2 separate regions of the Rattus norvegicus genome follow, and region 1 is linked to region 2. A link is a contact called in public Hi-C data. All regions are on one chromosome and are shown on one strand. The core of a region is the stretch at or near the end of the contact, and the rest is flanking DNA. Distances in the headings are between cores, read along the strand shown.

Evidence for each region. Hi-C and Micro-C count contacts between places; a contact is called where the count stands out from the background.
Region 1: a Hi-C map of prefrontal cortex shows a contact between it and region 2, with 2.2 times the contacts expected there. The contact joins two enhancer-like sites. A contact is called at or near these places in 3 of 12 Hi-C or Micro-C datasets (Schwann cells, mammary epithelial cells and prefrontal cortex).

Annotation. Positions count from the first base shown.
Region 1 is chr5:138,902,397-138,906,685 of GRCr8, reverse strand. It overlaps a transcript of Hivep3 not described here. Among named protein-coding and RNA genes, the nearest start is that of Hivep3, 39 kb to the left of the region's middle. Within about 2 kb of position 2,720, at least 18 of the 93 cell types and tissues checked have an H3K27ac peak or open chromatin away from gene starts, as enhancers often do. A contact at or near this core is called in prefrontal cortex, where this site is marked.
Region 2 is chr5:138,806,666-138,811,097 of GRCr8, reverse strand. It overlaps a transcript of Hivep3 not described here. Among named protein-coding and RNA genes, the nearest start is that of RGD1563049, 55 kb to the right of the region's middle. Within about 2 kb of position 2,612, at least 40 of the 93 cell types and tissues checked have an H3K27ac peak or open chromatin away from gene starts, as enhancers often do. A contact at or near this core is called in prefrontal cortex, where this site is marked.

The DNA.
Region 1 (4,289 bases), core at 1,471-3,970, 95 kb before region 2:
CCCTGAACCTGGATCTTGTGAGTTCCAGCAAGGAGCAATGTTTGGTGTCTAGTAGATGCCCAATACATAAGGATCCTGGACAGTTCTTTCCCTGTGCTTCCCATGGCAGAGCGAGCGGGAAGTGGCAGATGCTGCCCCACTGCCTAGGAGTGCAGGCAAAGCCTCCATCAATCCCCGGGGGACTCCAGGCTCCTCCCACTGTCAGCTACTCTACAGGAAAACAAACTCTCATAGCAAGCTCCCTCACCTACCTGGTAATTTCCTGTAACTTGCCTCTCATGTATTGAACCCTGGAAAACTGACCAGAAAGATGAGGGTCCCACAGGCACTCAGGAGCACCTGACTGGGTTCCTGAGAGAAAGGGCTGGGATCTTAGGAGGGAAGGCAGCCCCTTTGATGTCTAGGTCTGGGCCTGAGACGGGGAATTAGGAGGGCTGGGGGTGTCCAGCAAAGGTGTGCCCATAAGAGGGAGTCAGAGAACATGGGGAGGGAGCACACATGCATATCATATCCTCTCTCTCATGAAAAACTGTATCTAGTCATGTGTACACATGTACATATACATAGAAACATGGAAACAGATGGGGCTATTTCTGAGGAGGAAAGAGACCTGTGGAGAAGGCAGGAGGGCCATCGCAGAGAATGGGGCAAATGTGCTCTAAGTGTCATGGGGTTTATGTATAAATGCAGTCTAGTTGTAGACTAAATGTTTTACATTAAAGTAGCAATGAGGACAGAGAAGGGTAGTTGAGGATTAACTTTGTGCCAGGTTAGCTGGCATTAGAGTTTGATGGCCAAGTATTATTCTGGGTGTGTCTGGAAGGAACATGCCCTGGATGAAATTAATGCATGACTCAGTAGACTGAGTCAAGCACATGCTCCCCCTAAAGTAGATGCGTATCACCCAGCCAACTAGGGCATACCTAGGACACGGAAGCTAAGGAAGAGGGGATGGGACCCTCCTGCTGGCCAACAGAGCTAGCAGCTGATCTTCCAAGGCTTTGGGCTCAGAAGGAAATATTGGTTCTTCTCTTGGCTTTCAGATTGAAATTGACCCCAACAGATCTTGGGAACTTGTTGGCCTCCATAACCACAAGAACCAACTTCTTACAATAAACACACACACACACACACACACGCACATGCACATGCATGTGAGCAAACCCGTGGGCACACACACACACACATATCTCTAAAGATCCCTGCTCATGCAGAGGCTGAAGCCTCAATTCTTCCAGATATTAGGATCTTACAGAATCTCATGAGTCTGTAAATGAGGACTCCCCCTCCCCCTTCAGAAGTAGCCCTATTCACCTGGTAGTGCCTCTCTGGCAAAGAGACACACATAAGCAAGCATTCAGTATGGTGCTAAGGGAACCAAAACACACCTCAAACCTACTCGGGCAACCCTTCGTCCCCGCACATCATCAGGGACCATAATGAGAATTTAGCCTGGGCTTGGATGCTGCTGTTTCGCCTAAATACATGTATTCTATAACAATGTGCAATCGAGAGAGGTAAACATCTGAGGAACCAGGAACAAACCCCTGCCTGGCCTTATATGGCTTGTATTCCGCAGAAGTGCAGGTAGACATGAAGAGACGGAATGAACACACTCCAGACAGCATGGCAGCAGAGCGGTGTGCTGCAGCAGAAGCAGTGACCAGGAGGGCAGGGGTTGGGGATGGGTCACACACGTAGGAAAGGTTAGCGTAACCCCCTGGGACAGCTGACGCTAAGTCACGTGGTATAGGGAAGGCCCCCATGAACAGTGGGAACTGCTGATGCAGGATCCTGGAGCTCAGTATGTGGACCGCTGTGAGAACTGCAGGTTTGGGAGAAATAAGTGAAATTCCTAAACCAGGTTTCCCTTCTGCCTGTTTGTGTTTGTTTGTTTTGTTTTGTGGGGGCGGGGGGTTGTTTCTGTTGTTGTTTTCTTGCTTTCGTGTTCTGAAACGGAGTGTCGCATGTGGAGTATTGTACCTCCCGGGCTAACTAAGCACGGTCTTGAACTCTCGATCCCTCTGTCTTCCCTTCCCTGGTGTGCGTGGGTTTGCTGACATGCACCACATGCCCAGTTTCCCACTGGTGTCCAGAACCACAGCCCATCTAGGGCAGGCTGTGAGAGCTGAAGGGGACATGAGAGCTGACTCCGGATAAAGTTCTTGGGGTACAAGCATGAGGACCTGAGTTCAGATCTGTGGACAGACATAAAATCAGGGCGGAAGTGGGACGCTGCAGCTTCAGGGCTCCAGTGCTGAGATGGGAGAGTCCCAGAAAAGAGAGCCTTTCTCAAGCAAGATGGAAGGCAAACACTGAAACCCCTCTGGCTTCTCCCCCCATACTCCAAACACACACACACACACACACACACACACACACACACACACACACACACACACACACACACACACACACATATACACACACAGGCTCTCCCTGGCAAGATAGTATGAGACTATTTGTTTAAACTCGTAAGGAAGCTTTCATAGTCAAAAGTCAGAGAGGAGCCCCCTTGAGGCCTGAGGCAGCTCCCCCCTAGGAAGGGAATCTGAGTCCACAGGTCAAGGCCAGTAAAGCACCACAGGGAGTCTGCAGACTGCAAGCTCTGCTGGCTGTCACTGTTGCTGCTCAGCCTCACCAGGGCGCAGGGGCTCCACGTCTCCTCTGCTACATACTGACAGCTGCGAGGAGCAGATCCGCTCCGAAGCCTCCACGAAGCCGCAGTCAGCGGCCCTAATTTTAGATTGAGCATCTGCTCTTCCGTCCCAGAGGCCGCTCTGTCTGGGATTTGCTCCTTCTGGAACTGGCAGAGAAACAAATCCCATTCTGTGGATACAGACACGGGTGGTATCCAGATCAGAGCTTGCCCACAGGCCCCTGCAGCAGGGAATCCCAGCAGCTATGCCACACCTGGACATCCCAAGACTCTTTTTCTCTTATCTCACACCCTTGGCCAGAGTTTGTGGGCACTATCTTCAAATTCCACCCTGACTTCTCAGAAAGCTGTCACATGGGACCTGCCTTAAACACACCAGGGTTCCCTGGACAGCAGCGACTTCTCTCTGAATCCCACTGCCAGCTCCCAGCACAGTCCTGAAGCATCCTTCCCGGACATTCAGTCTGGGACATAACGACAGTTTAGAAAGACTGGCTGTGGAGGTAGAGGGGAAGGCCAATGTCTACCGATCCCAAGAAACTTCTCAGAGGAAGGGAACTGTCAGGTAGGTGGTGTCCATCAGAGGAGAGAGATGCCGGGAAAACAGGAAGAAGCTTAAGGGTACTGTATGTTAGAGGCTGGTCACAAGGGAGCAGGGACAAGAGAGAGGGAGACTGGGGGTAAGACACCTTTAGATCGAGCAACAACTCTAGGTTGAAGAGTGAACTTTGCCTAAAGTCGGGGACCCTAAGGGGAATCTCAGTCTATGTTTTGAAAATTTTGTTTCCCATTTGAACGGCCACCTTCCTGTCTTCATCTCCTTGGTACATTGGGGGCCGGGTACATTGGGTGGGGGCTCCCAAGTGAAAGTGGGTGCTTGGAAGCTCATTCCAAGCTCTGACCCTCTCCTGAGCTCCAGTGTTTTGTATCTTACCAGTGTCTTGTGCCTCTGGTGCTGGGGCCACTGTTTTGGGCCTCTTGGTCCCCAGAGCCTGAAGTAACAATGCCACCTGTTGCTCCAGGCCCAGACTGACTACAGTGTGATGTTTGCTGTCTTAGGATTCTTGAAGAATGACCCAGAGCCCAACAGGCTTCCACCTGCCCCAGCACTGCCCTAGAGGCACACATGTGGGGAAAGCCCCATTGGTTCCCCTACCCTACCCTGGTTAAGTACCTTGTTTATGTCCCTCAAACCTTTATGGGCAGAAGATCTGGAGAGCTAGGAAGTGGACAAGAGCCTGTAGGATCCTTTCTGTCTATCTATCCTTCTCCTACCTAGCTCCCCAACTCTCTGCCCTGAAGACGAAGCCCAAGCATCTAGGGCCCAGACCAGACTGGCCAAGGCATCATCCTGGCCTTGGGTAAGGAAACAGAAGCCAGGAAGAGGAGCCCCACCCTAAGGATCCTGATTTTCTCCCCTTGAGATGGAATGAGTTAAAAGCTTATGTAAAGAGATTTGCAAATAGATCTTACAAAACAACATTTGGATGATTTAAGTGTTAAGGAATCAGAACCATATGGATTAAATGTTATGTATGGTTTTAAAAATTAGAAGGAAATGTACTGGGAACACACATACATATAAAATATGTAAGGACGGACCACATTTTTAGCTTTGTGGACATGGAGT
Region 2 (4,432 bases), core at 1,363-3,862:
CCCTCACCAACCTTGGCAAATATTAAAAGAAATGGCGTCAGAGACCCAGAGTCGCTCTGGACAACAGCTCCCCATGTGGGCAGAAGCACCTCACCCTGAAGACGTAGAGAAGGTTTTAGATCACTGATCAAGTTCCTGAGAACCAGACAGAGACAGACGGGTTCCGAAGCAGAGGTTCGTGATCTCAAGGGGACCACTGAGCAGACGACTAGCTGGAGCTTCACAGAGCCCTGGAGGTGGGGAAAGGCAGCAGCTGGGGCCTTGGCATGGTCTACAGGTAGATTCTGAGACAGATCCATTTGTGAGGGAGTGCAAAAGGCCAGGTAGGTGCTGAGAACCAGTATCAGGGGTCTGGGAGTTCCTAAACATGCCAGGAGTAAAGTTGGAGACCCATGACAGAATATGAACACATCAGAGCTAAGCCAGGGGAAGACTGAGCCAGGAGTAGCTGGCAGGGCTCAGGCTGAATTGGGAATGCCATCTTCCTCTGGGGACATCTATGTTTGCCTTGATGTGACTTTGCCAGGAACTACCTTCTAGCCTCCAAATTAGGATTGAAACCAGTCTCTCAAACCCCTGAAGCAGGATCCTGTAGAAGCTCTGGGAGGGTCTCCAAGCCCACACAGTAGAAGAGAGGAATGAGAGAGAAGTGAGGAGGGCCAGGAGGTGCACCTGCCCCAGACGGAGGCCTGACTCTCCCTGGGGCCCCATGGGTAATCAGGTCAGCCCATGGACATGCAGTTAGGACTTGTGTTGAGTAGGGTTGAGCACTGAGAGGCCAGACAAGGATGGCAGAGGGAACTGACTTCTGAGACAAGTCTGTGGTTCTCTTCCTGGAGGCCACCAGGATAAACATGGGAAAAGGAAGGGTCCTGGCTGTCTACAGCCACACACGTGGGAATTGAGATCAGGGACAGCAAAGCCAGACAGTTTCAATGACCAGTCTTGCTCTCCTGTGCCCCGTGCCTTTGCCTCTCCCATGAGGACTGTCTGTAAGGCCTCTGAAAGAGAAAGGCTATGAATTAGGTGGGGCATGTCATTCCATACCAGAGACTCAAGGAGAAAGAGGGAGTGACCTGGGCACTGGGTTTATCATGCTCTTTGTTGAGGGTCTCTTCCCAGTCCTGTCAAGTCAGAGCTTGGATTGGACTATGCTGTGCTAGACTCTGGCAGGGAAATGCTGGCAGATGATCCCACCTGTGCAAGGCACCTGGGAAGCCGCGTTCACAGACATGCGCACACGGAACAGCAGCTATGAGGGGTGGAGGGCAGGAGGATTGGGTTAGAGTTTCAGAGTCTGGAAAGATAAAAAGTTCTGAAGATGGTGGTGATGGTTGCATGACGGAGAGAGAGAGAGGGAGAGAGAGAGAGAGAGAGAGAGAGACAGAGAGAGGGAGAGAGAGAGACAGAGAGAGAGACAGAGAGAGAGACAGAGAGAGAGACAGAGAGACAGAGACAGAATCAATGTGAATGCATGTACATGAGCGTGAGCATGCATGCATATGTGTATGTGTGAATGTATGTGTGAGAGTGTGAATGCCTGTGTGTGAATGTGTATGTGTGGGTATGTGAGTGTGAATGTGTGTGCATGTGTGAATATGAGTGTATGAATGTGTATAGATCACATGTCTGTGTGAGTACATACATATGTGAGCCTGTGCGAATGTATAAGTATATATGTGTGTAAGTGTACATGTGAGTGTGTGAATGCATGTAAGTGTGCATGTGTGTCTGTGGTATATTTGTAGGTGGTACATGCATGTGAGTGTATGGGTGGGTGTACCTGTGCACACATACAGAAAGAAGCTGCAGCAGGATGTCAGGCATCTCTATGAGCCTCTGCCTTTCTGCTTTGAGACAGGGCCTCTCTCTCCCTGAACTGGAAGCTTGCTGTTTCAATTATGCTGGCAGGCTAGCAAGCTTTCAGGATCTGCATGTCTCCGCCTCCAGGAGGCTGGGTTACCACAGCATGCACAGCCATGCTCAGCCTTTGGAACTCTGGGGAACTGAACTCAGAGCCTCCCACTTGGCAGACCAAGCACTCTACCTGCTGAACCATCCCTCTAGCCCACATGTGAATGTTTTTTAATGTCATTGAGTTAGCTCAAAATGGCTTATGTAATCATTGCTACTTATGTTTTGTCACAATTTAGGCAGCACAAGCTCAGAAGGGAGTTGAAGGCTGTTGAATGAATGAGTGAGTGAGTGAGTGAGGAGTTAAGTAGGTGGACTCCAGAGCTTGGAGCCTGCTGGGAGATTTTGGAATTGTGAAGCCAGGTCACAAACCACAGCCTGGAGGGTGGGTGGCTCCAGGCTTCTGCTCAGTCCCCTCACTCTGACAGGTCTGCAGAGTAATCCAGTGATGGTTTCCAAGCCTGACCTCCCCCGCCCCCATCCAAACTGCATCTGGGGTTTGCGCTGACTCTGACTCAGGAGCTCCCCAAGGCCCTGACTAATTTTCTTGGGAGGTCAGTATGGGACAGAGCCACTGCTGGGAGGAAAACATCAAGTTCTGCAGCAGAGAACCATGGCTGGATCTTGGCTGGGCATGGTGTGCCAGGAAGGGCAGCTAAAGGCCTGAGGAGAAGTCTGGCAGAAAAGGCTGTTCCACTCATCCTGAGAGTGAGCCACACGCTTCGGAAGTATCACGTTAAGGAGATGAATCACACACTGACTCAAGAGAGGGGGCGGCCGAGTTGTAAATCAGAGCAATGGCTTTTACTTGTCAGAAAGGTACAATAAATAACATCTCCTTGTGCCACTTAACAAAAGAGAGTGGGAGGGAGAAAGGCAGGCCAAGCTCGCAGGAGGGCTGTGGAGTTATGAAGGCAGGGGCAGCCTCGGGGCTTTTTCAGGATACTCCAGTTACTACACACACACACACACACACACACACACACACACACACACACACACACACACACACACACACCATGTTTTTTCTTCCAAGTGTCCAGAGCCCTGGGCTGTAAGAAAATGCCAGAGCTATCCAGTACTGGTCACTAGGTGAGTCCTGTTTTATGAGCACAGTATTCTCTTGCTGGCAACATCATGAATGGGGGGTTTCTTCTTCAGAATGGAAGGGGCTTGCCCAAAGCCCATAGAGGGCAAAATTCTCTTGGGAAGAAAGGTGAATTCAAAATTGGTGTAAGTCATTGTCTTACCTGTGGGCTGCCAGGGCAAGTGGCTAGATGCCCCGGGTGACAGAAATGAGTTCTTCTAAATGACGTGTGTTGGGGGCTGGGGGCTATGGCCACAGTCTATTCTTGGATTTAGAATCAGACTCCTTGGGGTTTCTAGGACTTCAAAGTAGAAGGCTGCCTTGCATTGCTGGGAACAGGCAGAGAAAGATGGGGATTCTGGGTCAGGCAGGGGCACCCAGCACGTGACCCACTCAGGCCTTGTTGCTCTGGGCAACTAGAACACTGAGAGGCAGCTCTGCTGCCAGAATAGTGTCTTTGGGGGAAGCCAAAGACCTGCTTCTCCTGCTAGTGACGCCCTGTGAGAGAGCCATTAGTTACCCATGGCTATGAAAATGTAGCTGGCTACATGTCCTTCTAAAGTACACAGTGGTTTTCAAGTGTTTAATAGGGAACGAACAGTGTGAGCTTGGGTGAGTTTTCATATTGACCACGTAGAGAAGCAACACACACTTTAGGTATATTCCATTAAGGAAAATGTAGTATTAAAATTAGGTTCAAACAGTTCCTTCTACTCTTTTTAATGTGACTACCAGAGCATTTAAAAGTATACATGCAGTTTGCATCTGTGACTCATGTTATATCTCCACTGGGCAATCCAAGTGTGAGAGCTGGCACCCTACAGAGAAAGCAACCACTCCTGACCCACAGTTCTGACATCTAGGCTAGTGGAAAGCTCACACACATACTCTGGGCATTTGCCCAGATTCGATGGAAACTTTCCAAACTGTAAGGGTCCAGGAGAGAATATAACAGCATGGATAGGTGTAATCCCACCTCTGGCTGGGGCACTTGACTGACAAGTGTGTGGCCTGGAGTCAGGCCTCTCACATTTCCATGTCTCCTCCACACCACTGTGTATGCAGAAAATGTTTTTTAGTATCCACCATCTCAGCACAGACAGGCTCATAAATAGAGGGGCAAGTGTATTTATTTGTATTTGGGGTGTGTGTGTGTGTGTGTGTGTGTGTGTGTGTGTATCTGTCTCTGTGTGTATTTTTCTGTGTGTATATACATCTGTGTGTGTTTCTGTATGAGAGTGTGTATGTGTCTGGATGAGTGTCTGTGCCTGTGTGTGTTTCTGTATGTGTATGTATGTCTCTGTGTTTGTCTGTCTGTCTGCATGCCCTCCCCCTCTGTGTGTGTGTGTGTGTGTGTGTGTGTGTGTGTGTGTGTACAAGTGCCTAAACCTGTGAATCCAAGTGCAGAGGCCAGAGGTCAATGTCAAGTGT